Linked DNA regions of Mus musculus: region 1 is linked to region 2. Evidence: chromatin contacts called from public HiChIP or PLAC-seq data. All regions are on one chromosome and are shown on one strand. The core of a region is the stretch at or near the end of the contact, and the rest is flanking DNA. Distances in the headings are between cores, read along the strand shown.

What was found. HiChIP or PLAC-seq counts read pairs in DNA pulled down with a chosen protein or histone mark.
Region 1: a contact with region 2 is called in a BATF HiChIP or PLAC-seq map of CD8 T cells, with 8 read pairs. The contact joins two enhancer-like sites. A contact is called at or near these places in 3 of 484 Hi-C or Micro-C datasets (Th1 cells, cortical neurons and macrophages) and 1 of 115 datasets of contacts at active chromatin or transcription factors (CD8 T cells).

What each region holds. Positions count from the first base shown.
Region 1 is chr13:5,510,612-5,513,311 of GRCm38.p6, reverse strand. No RefSeq gene overlaps it. Among named protein-coding and RNA genes, the nearest start is that of Gm40661, 41 kb to the left of the region's middle. Within about 2 kb of position 1,316, at least 44 of the 459 cell types and tissues checked have an H3K27ac peak or open chromatin away from gene starts, as enhancers often do. A contact at or near this core is called in CD8 T cells, where this site is marked.
Region 2 is chr13:5,317,090-5,319,789 of GRCm38.p6, reverse strand. No RefSeq gene overlaps it. Among named protein-coding and RNA genes, the nearest start is that of Gm40659, 60 kb to the right of the region's middle. Within about 2 kb of position 1,364, at least 9 of the 459 cell types and tissues checked have an H3K27ac peak or open chromatin away from gene starts, as enhancers often do. A contact at or near this core is called in CD8 T cells, where this site is marked.

The DNA of each region.
Region 1 (2,700 bases), core at 67-2,566, 190 kb before region 2:
CCTTCATGACTTGAGTGTGTCTTGCAAAGTCATGACAAGTGTCAGTTTTAAAGACTCAATTTCATCAGGTGGGCATGAAAAACACTCTCTCCAAACCCTTGTCTCACTAGTTTCCAGTTTCAGTAACTTTTCTGAAAGCCTGGTCAGTTACATGAGGGTCAATCAGAAGGAAAATTGAACATTTTCTTTTTTATGTAAACTGAGTAAAATTTCTAGAAAGCCTGAATTCTTCATTAATGCCAGTGTTTTAAGTCATCTTTTTGTTCTTACAATTTTAAGGGCCTTGAGTAGAAATTTCATATGATTAAGCATTGTAAACCATTTAGTTATGTAAATATCTCTAAAATCCACACACTTCACTTCTGTATTCAAGCTTGTTCTATAACATCTTGCTGGGGTTTACACTAATTGTCATTGTAACTTTACAGAGAAGCAAAATTGCTAAATGCAAAAGTGGTCTGTTATTTCCTTTTTTTTATTACGTGTTTTCCTCAATTACATTTCCAATGCTATCCCAAAAGTCCCCCACACCCTCCCCCCCCAACTCCCCTACCCACCCATTCCCATTTTTTGGCCCTGGCGTTCCCCTGTACTGGGGCATATAAAGTTTGCCTATCCAATGGGCATCTCTTTCCAGTGATGGCTGACTAGGCCATCTTTTGATACATATGTTATTTCCTTAATCTGACCTACTATAAATCTTATAATAAATATCAAAAGTATTTAAGAGATATTTAATGCAAATCAATACAAATTTTAAGTAGTTTTTAAATAAACAGGTGGATGGATTCTTTTATTTCATGGCTTCTGATAAGTGAACTTAGGTAAGATTTTCAGTATTTGCTTATGCTGTTTCTGTATATCTGATATTTCCTAGGAAACAGTAACACCTGGGAGATGGACATAATTATATGAATTTCACCTATGACAATAACTGTACATAACATCTTTGTAAATATGCATATCCTTTTCCGTAAAGGACAAAGAATACATTTTCCCAAGCGAACTAGTGTTTTGGCTAACAATTCAAATGAAAGCCAGATCCTTTTGATTGGGCCACATTTCTCAAGTCAACTTCTTCTGTGAAATCAGCTCAGATTTTATGTGCTAAAAATGACATAACATGTACTCAATGAAAGATGTAGTAATTGACTGAAAGATAGGAGAGAACAGTAAGAAAATTACAATTTGGTAAAATAAAGTTTCCTATTACTATATAAACATTAGGTTTTACACTAAAGAAAAGCTGTATTTAGTAAGTCTATTACATAGCCATGTGGATTTGAGTCATTTCCTTTCCATTAAAGCAACCTAAACCATAACTTCCTCTCCTGGTGTATATTTTGCACCCACCAGCAGATTTCAGATCTCATTGCTACATGTCTTTGTTCCTCAAAAAGAAGAAGAAGAAAAAGTAGAAGGAGGGGGAGGAGGGAAAGGAGGACAAGGGGGAGGAGGAGAAGGAGGGGAGAATAAAAAAGAAAGGAAAAAGAAATGAGAGGAAGGAAGGAAGGAAGGAAGGAAGGAAGGAAGGAAGGAAGAGAAGAGAAGAGAAGAGATCTCAGGGTGTGTTTTTACTTTCAGAGGTAGAGGCATCCAAACTAATTCTAAGAATGAAACAAACTGAAAAGCAAGCAACCAAGGTCAGTCTGAAAGATTTCACTTTCAGAAATGGAATAATATCAAGGCTAAGCTCTATGGGTACCTTTAAAAAAGAGGTTAGAAAAAAAAAAAGGACTGTATTTAGCAAGGTGAAATGACTTGCATTTAATTGGGGATAACACACACACACACACACAGTCATGTTGAGATTTCTTTGTTCCAATTTCATTATGACACAAGATAATCTTGTATAATCTTTAAGAATATAGGTTACTTTGTAAGTGAAAGAAAACAGAAAAAGAGAACAAGAAAAGAAAACTATTATCATTGCTTTAAGTTCTAGACTCTTTTTCAGTCTTAACATGATTTCTTTTGTACAAATACTTATCACATTTTCTAATTCATTCCTTCACCTCCTGGCCTGGGAAAGAATGTGCTGGTAAGGTTCACAAAGCACACTATGATACCAGCTCTTGTAGGATCCTTTCATTTCCAAAGAATAGGAGGAAACTGAGTGAAGATTGGAAATATCAGATGGAGAAGGCCATAGTTTGAATTACCAGGTTTCAAGCAAAGCAAGAACAAACAATGTCTAGGGAGACAGCATCAGTAAGCTCAGGGTAGAATCCACCACATAGGGGGACTTGTGGAGTTCAGAACAATGCTTTACAATGAAAGAAGCAACTCTTAAATAAAGACAGAGTTCTGGGTGATCCTTGGTATACTAGAAACGTGCATTTTCTTCTTCTTCTTCTTCTTCTTCTTCTTCTTCTTCTTCTTCTTCTTCTTCTTCTTCTTCTTCTTCTTCTTCTTCTTCTTCCTCTTCTTCTTCTTCTTTCTTCTTCTTTCTTCTTCTTTCTTCTTCTTTCTTCTTTCTTCTTTCTTCTTTCTTCTTCTTTCTTCTTCTTCTTCTTTCTTCCCCTTCCCCTTTCCCCCTCGCCCCCCCTCCTCCTCCTCCTCCTCCTTCTTCTTCGACGTTGGGTGGAAAAATTTGATGATAGGAAAATGTCATAGGAGAAGACTGAAGAGAGAATACACAGAGGAACAAGACAAAGGTATAGGCTACAAGCGATTGCAAAAATGAAGGCTAAGGTGATA
Region 2 (2,700 bases), core at 115-2,614:
ATTCATTGTCCTTTCAGATCATCAGTATGTTACAGTTTTGCCTAGGGAGCAGCAGGGTGTTGTGCATGAGAGATTGCCAGTAATTTAAAATTTGGGCATGATCTTTTTGTATAGAAAGTAATAGACAAGTAAAGAAAAATTAATTTCAATGGACAGGTAAATGCAAGTCATTATTTATATGTAACATGTATTCTTTGAATGGCTACAAGATTCTATGGAAGAGTGCTAAATGCACAAATTTACTCTGGGTAGTTAAAATTGGGCTTGTCACACACATATATGCACATGCATGAGTGCACACACACACACACACACACACATACACACACACACACACACACACACACACACACACACACACTCACAAACATACACACCCTAACCATTCATTCTGACGCCTATGGGTTTTATCTGATGAGCACTATTGAGTAAGTGCTACCAATGTGAACTATAATGTACACAAAGAAATTCCTTAAAACTGAGCATACCACAGTTAGCTGCAAAAGTGTATTTAGTAATTAGATTAGGTGTGTGTTTTAACTAGCTTCCTGTTACTATAACAAATAACTACAATGATCAACTGTTTGGATCCCAGGTAGGGAGTTTCCAATGAATGTTTCATTTACCCATTGTGTTGGATATGTGGTCAGGTAACACACCCTAGACAGAAATGGGCAGTGGAACAAAGCCAAACACCTCAAAGCCTGAAGAAAAAGAAGTAATGAAAAGAAGTGAAGAACCCACTGTCTCTCCAAGGGAACAATTGCATGAAGAAAAATACAGTTCTCTAAGTGTCATAAATGTCAGCATTTTAAGGCATGATAGATAATGCTTGGGATCAAGCCTTTAACATATGGGTCTTTTAAGATGTTCTACATTGAAGATGTAGCAATATATGTATATGCAAACACATCTTTCTGTAGGTATATGATTTGTCTTGTACACTCTTATGAATGTGTCTGTGTGTGCATGGGAACTCACACAACGTCAAACCCAAACTTTCTTTTTGAGTATCTTAAAGGGAAAGTCATATACTGTAGTGACAAAGTAACTTGTTTCTCAGTACCACTTTTGTAACATCCTGCAGATGTGCCTACTTACATATTATGAGCTGAAGAGGACCATGTGGTCGATGACACATTTGAGAGCTCAGTACAGACAGCTTCCTGATTAGAATCATTGCCAAGTTTTTAACAACAAGAACTCCTTTTGTGGGTAGTGGGTCTGGTAATGCCTTTGTGGAATTCCTTCTAGGCTTTTCCTCTGTTTCTTCATGGAACTTCTGTTGTGGGCTGGGTGAAGCTCGCATGCACTGAACCTAGGAGAAGCTTTCAGGGGTTTCCTGTGAGGGAAGACTTTTATTTCTTGGTATATGTAGTCATATACACTGGGGCTACAGCAGCTCTGGGCAAAATCCCTCTACTGCTATACTCATAGACCAGAGAAACTTCCAAAAGACATTGTATTGAATTATCAAAGAAGAAAAATAAGCAGGTCTTCCCTTGACATAACTGTTGCTTGGTCTTTCTGTTACATTTTATGAGATTTGGTGTTTTTAAGAAAATGGAGAAATCTTTTGTAAGCAAGAGAGGGGTGTGTGAGTTGGAGTGCTTGCCAACATCACCTCCTAGTCTCCATTAAGTACTCCGAATGTTGGGGGCATTCCAAGGGGCCCATCTCCTTTATACAAACTTTGTTTATCATAGGGCTTCCTCTGTGAAAGAATTATGTTTTGTTCTCTGTGCTATTCGAATAAAAAGTGCTGGCTTCACCATTCAGCTGTTTCACACAATTTAATAAAAACAACATCAACAATTCAAACAAACAATAAAATGAAATGGGAAAATCTTTGAAGATCTGAGAATAAGAGTTTAACAAAAGTGTTAGGTCCTTTGAAAATTAGATTATTAGCCTTCAATAAAGTGTTATCATCTATGCAGAAAATAAATATGGCCACCCTAGTAAAATATAGTTTGGAGAGATGTTGTTACAGCAACCAGCACACAGTTTGTATTTCAGATTATTATATGTACAGTTGGAATTATTTTTGTTGGTTGTTATTAAAAACAAAAAGGAAAAGGCCTGGAGATTCTAGCTTAGTTCAGTCAGTAAGATGGTTTTGTAGCATGCATGAAGCCCTGGGTTCAGTTCCCAGGTTTTCAAACACCAGGCATGGTGACTGAAGCCTGTCATCTCCAAACTCAGAAAGTGGGGGCAGGAGGATTAGGGACACACTAGGAGTTTGAGAACATCATGGATACAACAAAGACTTTTCCAGAAAAGGTGGTAGGTTGGCAGAGAATGACAAGGCATGACAAGACATGAAAAGTTTAACTAAACCAAAATACATTATCAAAGTGATATTTTGAGAATATAATAATTACTAATCATTTGAGCTTCAAAGAACCAAGGCTTGATTGGTCAGGACTCCCTGTTTAGAAGTTTTTATTTGAGTAGACAAGGAAATCTTTTCTTTATTTTATTGAAAATGATCAATCACAAAATTCAAAACTTAAAAAATTGTAAGTTAAGTTTAAGGGCTTATTACGTATTACCATCCTTTATTCCTTCATTTTCTTGGTCAGGGCTCGGGGACAGAGAGCTGGGACTTCATGTGTGCTAAGCAAGGGTTGCAGCATTGGACCTTGTCTTTAGTGCAATTTACAGATATTGTCTAGTAATTAAACTGTGGAAAACCTA